Regions from separate parts of the Mus musculus genome. Here region 1 is linked to region 2. Evidence: chromatin contacts called from public HiChIP or PLAC-seq data. All regions are on one chromosome and are shown on one strand. The core of a region is the stretch at or near the end of the contact, and the rest is flanking DNA. Distances in the headings are between cores, read along the strand shown. Region 1 overlaps Pde4d (phosphodiesterase 4D, cAMP specific). Region 2 overlaps Pde4d (phosphodiesterase 4D, cAMP specific).

What was found. HiChIP or PLAC-seq counts read pairs in DNA pulled down with a chosen protein or histone mark.
Region 1: a contact with region 2 is called in an H3K4me3 HiChIP or PLAC-seq map of bone marrow-derived macrophages, with 6 times the contacts expected there. The contact joins two enhancer-like sites. A contact is called at or near these places in 1 of 15 datasets of contacts at CTCF or cohesin (large pre-B cells), 6 of 484 Hi-C or Micro-C datasets (the AML12 cell line, embryonic fibroblasts, embryonic stem cells and 3 more) and 3 of 115 datasets of contacts at active chromatin or transcription factors (bone marrow-derived macrophages and embryonic fibroblasts).

What each region holds. Positions count from the first base shown.
Region 1 is chr13:109,211,629-109,215,893 of GRCm38.p6, reverse strand. All of the region lies in intron 3 of Pde4d (phosphodiesterase 4D, cAMP specific), which reads right to left. Among named protein-coding and RNA genes, the nearest start is that of Mir582, 110 kb to the left of the region's middle. Within about 2 kb of position 2,928, at least 27 of the 459 cell types and tissues checked have an H3K27ac peak or open chromatin away from gene starts, as enhancers often do. A contact at or near this core is called in bone marrow-derived macrophages and granulocyte-monocyte progenitors, where this site is marked.
Region 2 is chr13:108,773,763-108,778,063 of GRCm38.p6, reverse strand. The region is part of intron 1 of Pde4d (phosphodiesterase 4D, cAMP specific); the gene reads right to left. Among named protein-coding and RNA genes, the nearest start is that of Pde4d, 120 kb to the right of the region's middle. Within about 2 kb of position 2,928, at least 78 of the 459 cell types and tissues checked have an H3K27ac peak or open chromatin away from gene starts, as enhancers often do. A contact at or near this core is called in bone marrow-derived macrophages and granulocyte-monocyte progenitors, where this site is marked.

The sequences.
Region 1 (4,265 bases), core at 1,679-4,178, 440 kb before region 2:
AGCACCTGCCTTATACTCGTAAATTCCTCGGCCAACTTCTCAGGACGTGTTTTATTTTTAATTTGTGTGTCCTTGCCGGTGTATCTAGACAACTCGTGTGTGTGGAGGCAGAAGGCATAGGGGACCGACCTTCCTGGAGTTACAGGCAGCTGTGTGCTACCTTACAGGGATACCCACCAAACCTGGATTCTCTGGGAAAGCATTAAAGTGATCTTAAACTTTGAGCCACCCTCTCCAGCTCCTTGCCAAAATTTTAATACTGATTTCGCGTATCAACTGAATAGTGTGGAATAGTCACCAGTTGGTGGTGAAAGTGGAAAAAAAGAGGTTAGATTTTACAGAGGTGTGAATGACATCCCGTCGCCGATGAGGACATGTTAAAAATGCTGAACGCATGGCTTCCTTTCTGAATTCTTCCCAGCTCAGTGACAAGCTAGGGGAGACTATGGTCTTCTTTCAACCATTTCCACAAATTCAGGCTAAAATCGCTCAAGAGCAGATCTCTCTCATTTTAAGGCAGGGTAACTTTCCTCATTGGTCCCTGTAGCTCACCATTTAACTTAGCATGTATCTTGTTTCCCTGACTCCATTCCTCAATGCCTGGAACTTTACTTAGAATCTTCTATTTGTTCTGGAATGCAAGAGGAACTCTTTGTTTGCACTGAGCCTGGCAATACACAGGGACACCTGGGAATCTTCAAACAAACAAACAAGCAAAAACCAATTTACTAAGCCTGATCACAATTCCTGCCCTTGGAATCTCAGGGTGACTAGGCCAGAGGATGTATGCATGTCTGGAAAGTTCAAGGTCCAGGAAACAGATGCCTTCCCATCATTCCTCTTAGACAGAAAAATCTCTCAATAGGTACAGACTGCAGATCATTCTTTTAATAATTTCGTACCATTAGATAAGTGTTGTTTATGACTATAAACTAAGTCATGGAGTTATTTAAAGCTCCCGTCCTCTCCTTTGCTGGGAGAATCCTCTTGCTTCCATTGGGGGAGGGCATCCTGGAGACAATAGCATGTCTAGCCTACACCCTGTAATTCAGAAAATGGATGTGTGCATTCTTTGTTCCAGCCAGAAATTAAATGCTTAAAACTCAAGTGCGGAGACTTACTTGTGTCTCCAAGCTATAAAGTTGGCTGTGGCTGATGATGTCACCCACTGCTGGCAAGGGAAGGGCTTAGAGATAGTTGAATGAGGGAGACACTTGTCAATGTTATTCTTATTTTAGAACTTTCCCACAGAGCACTGGCATTTTCAAAATTAGTGTTGATCCCATCAAGGAACTAGTATATGACATGTATGTTGGAGCTCTTTAGTGTAGTGTTTCTAAGCAATAAATACAAAGTTATCGCTTTTTGTAGTGAAGAACTTAAAAAGCCAATCTAGTAATCGTTGGTTGTTAATTTCCTACTTGCTTGGTAAATGCTGACATGCACAGTGGACAGAGTGTTCACAAGTCTCATGTTTAACCAGTTACCTGTAGCTGTGTGCTATATAGCATTTTCCACTGTTAAGGCAGGGGCAGCTTTTAGCTCTCCCGAAAGGCTGACTCAAAGAACTAAGGAGTACATGTCCCTCAAGCCAGAGCTGTCCCTCATAGACCTCAGATGAGCATGGCACAGTGTTTGCATAGAATCTCTGCAATCTGTCCATATTCTTTCAATCATCTCTATATATCCACGATGCTTAATACAAGTGCTGTGCAAACAGATGGTGTATTGCAGTGGTTCTGAGCCTTCCTAATGCCCCAAACTTTAAATACACTGCCTCTTGTCGTGGTAAACCCTGACCATATTTTTTTTTTCGAGACAGGGTTTCTCTGTGTAGCCCTGTCTGTCCTGGAACTCACTCTGTAGACCAGGCTGGCCTCGAACTCAGAGATCCACCTGCCTCTGCCTCCCAAGTGCTGGAATTAAAGGCATGCACCATCACTGCCCGGCCATAAAATTATTTTGTTGCCACTTGATCACTGTAATTTTGCTAGTGCTATGAATAGTGATGTAAATGTCTTATATAGAGAAATTTTGATATGTGAATGATACGTGAATGCTCTTGAGTTGCAAGCTCCAGGCTGAGAATAGTCCATCTGTGCCCAATTTACCTGTCATTTCCCCCCTGTAGTTTCTACTCATAGGCTTTAAAATTGTCATCAGAGAGACTTCATCAGCAACTGATGGGAGAAGATGCAGAATCCCACAGCCAAACATGAGGTAGTCCTGAGGAGGAGTGGGAGGAAGGATTGGAGGAACCAGAGGGGTCAGGGACACCGCAAGAATATAGCCCTGACCAGGACTCACAGGAATCAGGGAGTCTGCAGAGGTCTGACCTCGGTCAGCTGCATATGTTATAGCTGAGTAGCCTGGTGTTCTTGTGGGATTCCTAACAATGGGAACATGGGCTGTCTCTGACTTTTTTGCCTGCTTGTGGGACCCTCTTCCTACTGGGTTGCATCATCCAACCCTCTCTCTGTGTGTGTGTGTGTGTGTGTGTGTGTGTGTGTGTGTGTGTGTACAGCGGGGCTGGGCTGGGGAATGGGTGTGGAGGATCTGGGAGAGGAGGGAGGTGGAGGGGGTGGGAAGCTGGGGGAGGGGAGAGGGCAAGAACTACAGCTGGGGTGGAATATATGAGAGAATAAAAGAAAAACAACGAAAAAAGTTAGCCAAACCCTATTACAGTGCTTTAGCAATCTTGTAGACTACCACTAGGTGTCGCTCAAGCCTTAGAAACATTAAAGCGACGCTTTTAAATTTATTTTATTATTTATTTTTCTTTTTGGCGTTCAAGGGCTAACATAAAAATGCTTTCAGTGGGTTGGGTGGGTGGGTGGTGGGTAGGTGGGGACGTTACAGCCTTTTCCAGAGTTCCCAATCAGTGACATTCAGTGGCGTGTGCTGCTGCTAGTAGCCATGACATGGGGTGTAGAGCAGAAGTGTTCCCACTCTTTGTTGCTTATTTATCCTTTGGGTGTTACTACTAAACTAACGCAGGTCAAACATTGCCAAACTGTAAAATGACGGTTGGTTTTTATGTTCGAGCACGAAAGTGGCAACTATCTAGCAAATGAAAGCCTGTCGGAGTGCCTCAGCTCTAACTCAGCTCTCAAGAATCGTCACCTGGAGTCAGTGCCCACTGATTGGATTCCATTAGTTTGAATCCTGTTGGTGTCGTCTTCCTTATCGGTCAGCCCCCGTGTCACCACATCAGATCCACAGAGGACTTTCCCCCATTCTCCTGGTTACTCTGCCCTCTAACCTCCCCAACTTAACCTGCATTTTGGTCAAGGTTGATGCATGGTCTTGGTCAGTGAAACGTGGGAACATTTTTGGTGCGTATTGACCTTAAATACCTGAGGCTGTGTTAATGTCTGTGGCAACGGATTCACTTGGTAAGAGGGCCTCTTTCCCCAAACGCATAATTGGGAAAGAAGGTGGCAAGAAAGAGGCAGTGGGGGGTAGTTAGGAGGGATTTGGAGAATGGTAAGCCATGGATAGTGAAGGTCACCGACAGAGCTAAGGGGAACTTGGCCTCAAGGGAAACGGCACTGTTTCCTGTGGCACAAATGTTGCCGCAGAAGTCCAGGCTATCCAAAAAGCAATCGGCTGTCCTGACCTCAGGCACAGTGAGCGTCATCTTCTCTCCCATAGATGATCTGCCTGCCTGAGCCAGCCTCTTCCCTGGCAACAGGGAAGCCATGGGTCCGGATGAGAACTGCGGGAACCTCAGCCCCAGAGGTTTCGGTTTGGATTCTCCCGTGTGGCCCCTTCCTAAGTATCCCCCATCAAGGCGCGGGGCTTTTCTCACGCAGTTCTCATTTGTACAAACAGAAATAACCAAACCTCCCTGCAGTGACTGGGGCGCTGCTCCTGAGCCGTTTGCAAAAGGATTTCTCACGTTTAGATGTCCACTCCCTTAGATCTGGGTGAGTTCCAAGACTTTAGGCTTGGAAAGCAGAATGCTTTCCCCGATCCCTGTGGCCAGGCATAGGGGGATGCTAAATCCTGTTCCAATAGGTGCTCGACTGTCCCTTATGTCACCTGGTCACAGGTTTTTCTGGTTGTACCATTTCTTTTCACGCGTGTGACTTTAGAAAGCATGGTTTTAACAGCCCCAAGGAGTTTCCCTTTGGCTGCCTCTTCTCCCCCACCCCCCATTCCCCATAAGTGATCTCTCATACAGTCTGAGGCACCGGAAGCACCCTCTTATTAGCAGCTGAAGTGGCTCTCCCAGGCAATAGCAGGAGAAATACCAGAGGGCA
Region 2 (4,301 bases), core at 1,679-4,178:
TTAAATGCTCCACTTCTGTAAATGGTTGCTCTTGCCTTGCCTTTGAAGAGTGTATCACTTTCACGGTTGCATTTTTCCCTTTGAAGGTTCTAGCTCATGCTTAGCACATTTAATTTTCCTACATTTATAGGTCACTCAACTCATTACGTTTCAGTTTCAGGGTCATCTTATATGATCTCTGTAACATTTGAAGATGTAAGAATTTGACCCCACTCTGCTATGCTAGCTTTTATGGAAGGATTTTTTAAGTGTTTTATAATTTGAGGTTGGGAGTTAATCTTTCACACGTATTTTATCTCTGGAAATCTTGTAAAACTTGGTTTAATTGCATCACTCTCCCATGATGATTGCAAATAATTTTTCTAACTACCATAGGAGTGTTAAAAAAAAAAAAAGAAAGAAAGAAACCTGAGCCTCCAGGGGCTTGTTTTTCAAATTGTGATTTTTCTTTCTATATATGAGGCATGAGTTAGAATCACAAGTCCACAGGAAGTGCAAATCTACACCAATATTCTTTGTGGAATATACAGCTCTGTAAGGCATGACTTTCTAGCCTCCTCCATACAGAAAGCTATATCCCTAGTCTCTTTCATTCATGTGCCACACAACTGTATGCTAAATGTCTATGTTCTAATCCACAGTATCGGCTTTGCATTTCTTTTTATCATAACTTTAAATTAATTATTTTATTTGCTTACATCCCAAATATTGCCCCTCTCCCAGTCCCCTGTCCCAGAGTTCTCCACCCCATCTCCCCCTCCCTTTCTCCTCTGAGAGGGTGCTCCTTCCTCCAGGCATCCCCCTTCCCTGCGGCAGTTTTGCATTTCTTATCTATACTTTGTTGCTGAAACCAATCCTTGGCATGTGGGCCATATACAGAGCGCATATGGGACACTTCAGAGAGCAGCTACAGCCTTGACTCAAATGCCTTGCTTTCCAACTCCGTCTTTATTTCTGACTCATGGTGATGCCTTTGTTACCTTTTACTATCATATATGCATAGAACAGATTGTCTGTTCTGTCTAAGACCTAGAACCACAGCATGGATGGTTTTTAGACCATTGATTGTATTTTGTAGAACCAGACTAAAACTGTTTTCCCTAATAAAAATCAACTTTATCACGAATTCATTGTTTTTAATAGCTGAGTAGAACTCCATTGTGTAAATGTAACACATTTTCTGTATCCATTCCTCTTTTGAGGGACATCTGGGTTCTTTCCAGCTTCTGGCTATTATAAATAAGGCTGCTATGAACATAGTGGAGCATGTGTCATTACATGTTGGAGCATCTTCTGGGTATATGCCCAGTATTGCTGGGTCCTCAGGTATGTTCTGTCTACACCCATACAAACATGGCATATACTCACATAGACAAATACATATGCACACAAGTAAAAATAAAAAGGCCTAAAGCCATATAATTTATCCTAGTCTCAATTTCAAAAAAGTACCCAGGGGGGGGGGAAACCTATAATTTAAGCCCATAGATAGCCCAGACCTCAAATTAGAAACTGTATTTCACTTGGCCTCAAAGAAATCCTTCAGAATTTTCTAGATTCTCTCAGAAATCCTTTTATTCTGCAGTTTCCTCTAGATCACACATACAAAAATCACTTCCTATTTAAGTTTTCTCTGTTTACTCTCAACAAATCCCACTAGCTTGCATCTTCATTTACATTCATTTGTTGGAACTTTTCTAAATGCTTGCTATGTTTTAAATTCTAGAGATGTGACTAAAATCCAAACAAACTCCTGAACTCATGTTTTAAAAAATCTATAAAAGTAATAAACAAATTAATAAATTTATTTTAGATTCAACTGTACAAAATGGTCAACATTCGGCTCTTCCTGACCCACCGCGAGACAATTTCCTATGATTCAACTTAATAGGATGTGGCAATCTGTAGTCCTAAGAGCTGGGGGTGGGGAGAAGATGGCAGGGGAAGTGGAAGGAAAGCGATGGGGAATGTGTGAATGTTCTATTTTAGACAGCACAGCCATAAAAGCCTCTCTTCTAAAGTGCCAGTTGGACAGAGACAGGAGGGACGTGAGGAAATGAGTCATGTGGACCTCTGGAGGAAGAAGATTCTAATTGAGGGAAATGTAGGTGGAAAGGCTCTGAGAAGGAGTGTACGTACACAGCATATTTCAAGGAACCTCAGGGAAGGCAGAGGTACCGGGATGAAGGCTCAGAGAGTAAGAGTGGAGCAAGATAAAAACGACAGGGGTCCGAAGCAGCCTGGGAGTACCGTGGCAGTTGCAGTAAGAATGTCTGACTCACCCCTAAGGAGGTTCCTAGGAAGAACTTTGGTGACCTGGCAACTTTTGGTTTTAGTAATGAGAGACTTGAAACTTTAGGAACTTTACTTCCAGAGTAGAGCAAACAAAACAGGATAGATCCTAGACCATCCCAACTCACCCAGAACAGTTCTAATCTTTCTTTCAAAAACATCTTTCTCCATCAATTCCCCAAGTATAGTGCCAAACTTCCATGTATTGGCCATTTATTGATACAGTTATCACAACCATCTGTCAGCTTCTGATTCCAAAAAGAAATGTCCACATCTTCCTAAATTCAGACCCCCCACCCCCAACTCTGCACTTGCCTGACCCCACAGCCTTACATCTTTGTTCTGGGTTGCCCTCAGGAAAGGGGCGACATACCTGATCCACTTACAGCTGGCAGCCACCATGCAAGAAGCACCACCACAGAGGGGACATGTGGCTCCAACAGCCACAACTGTGCTTTCAGTCTCTTCCTAGACTGCTAACTGACAAGTAGGTGTGGCCTAAGTCATGGCAGGAAAGGGCCATCCTTGGCCCACTGCCAGGCAAGGTGGCTTTTCTGAGGCACCCCTAACCCTATTCCTATAGCTAGGCCACTCCTGCAGATGTTTCTCCACTCTGCAACTCTCCTCAGAAGGAAGTTGCTCAGGAGATTACAAGCCTTGGGGAGAAGCTGACCACAGCTCCACAGCATGAGGCTACTACAGCTTCTGCAACTTTTGGCCCTGTTTGCTTTATATCTTCATATAGGAGGAGGTGTCTTCTAGTAAGCATTTAGGTCACAACAAGTAATCGACCTTGTCACTAAGGCATAATTGTCAGAACAGAAACTTATGCCTGGTTCTCAGTACAATGGGCCATTCAAGAACAAATAAAATGCAATTGGTTCCAGTGACACAATCACCAACTGTAATTCTGTAATTTTTTTTATAAAAACCTTAAAGTTTAGTCTACTTGTAATATGCAAAATAGCTGAGGAGAAGGCATGACATTCAAATGTCACTAAATTACTGCTCAGCTCCAAGAGCTCACATACTTAAGATCTAACAGCTTGGAGCCTACGTAAGGTCACGAGAAATAGAATTGAAATGAATATTGAAAACCTATTCTCCACAAAGGTGCTCTGAGGAAGTATAAGCAGGCATACCTTTTTATGAAGAAAAACAATTCATTTGTACTGGAAAATGGAGTGAGAAAACAAATATCCAAATATTTCTCTACTCATAAACTCAGAAGAACCACACATCTTAAATATTCTAAGTTAAGCTAGATATTAGAATTTAAAGGGTTAGAAATTACAGTCCCACTTACTACTCAAAGCATGAATAAGTCCAAATAATGAAAAAGAAATTTAAAATAACTGCCTGAAAATCCCTTTATATGATCATCGTTCTCCTGCTAAAACGGGAAGATCTCGCAGTGCTCCACCTTGCACCCTGACCCAGATGGCTGTAAGCCCTTTTCTGTAAATATAAATGCTATCATCACACTCATATACTATGCTGAAAACCAGAGTCAGTGTTAAGAAAAAGTCCTTTGCAGAGTAGATATTGTTTGATTGTGAAGTGTCATCTGATGTTCTTTGCAAATGATAGGCGAACAATCATTTTGAGATAGTTTAACTTGACTACTCATTGCATGTAAAAGCACATTCTTCTTATGAGCTCATGAGAATATGTATCTTTAGAAACATCATCAAGATTTAAAAGGTATCACCAAGAAGGCAACCACCTGGGTCTGGACTCAAAGAAGTTCTGAGACTTGTACACAAGGGCCAGTATAGCACTAGACCTTTGTACTCCTAATGTTGAATATCTCCTTCAGCTGTTCAATAGGGTGATACATTAGTCAGCCTACCAGTGCTGTGTATAAAGAAGGAGTTTATTTAGATCATCATTTTAGAGATTCAGAGTCCAAGATGAGGCCAAACGACTTTTCTAGCCTCTAGTGAGAGCAGGATATTTTGACACATTCTACTTGAAACCTACGTAGAACCAAGTAATCACACCCCCCT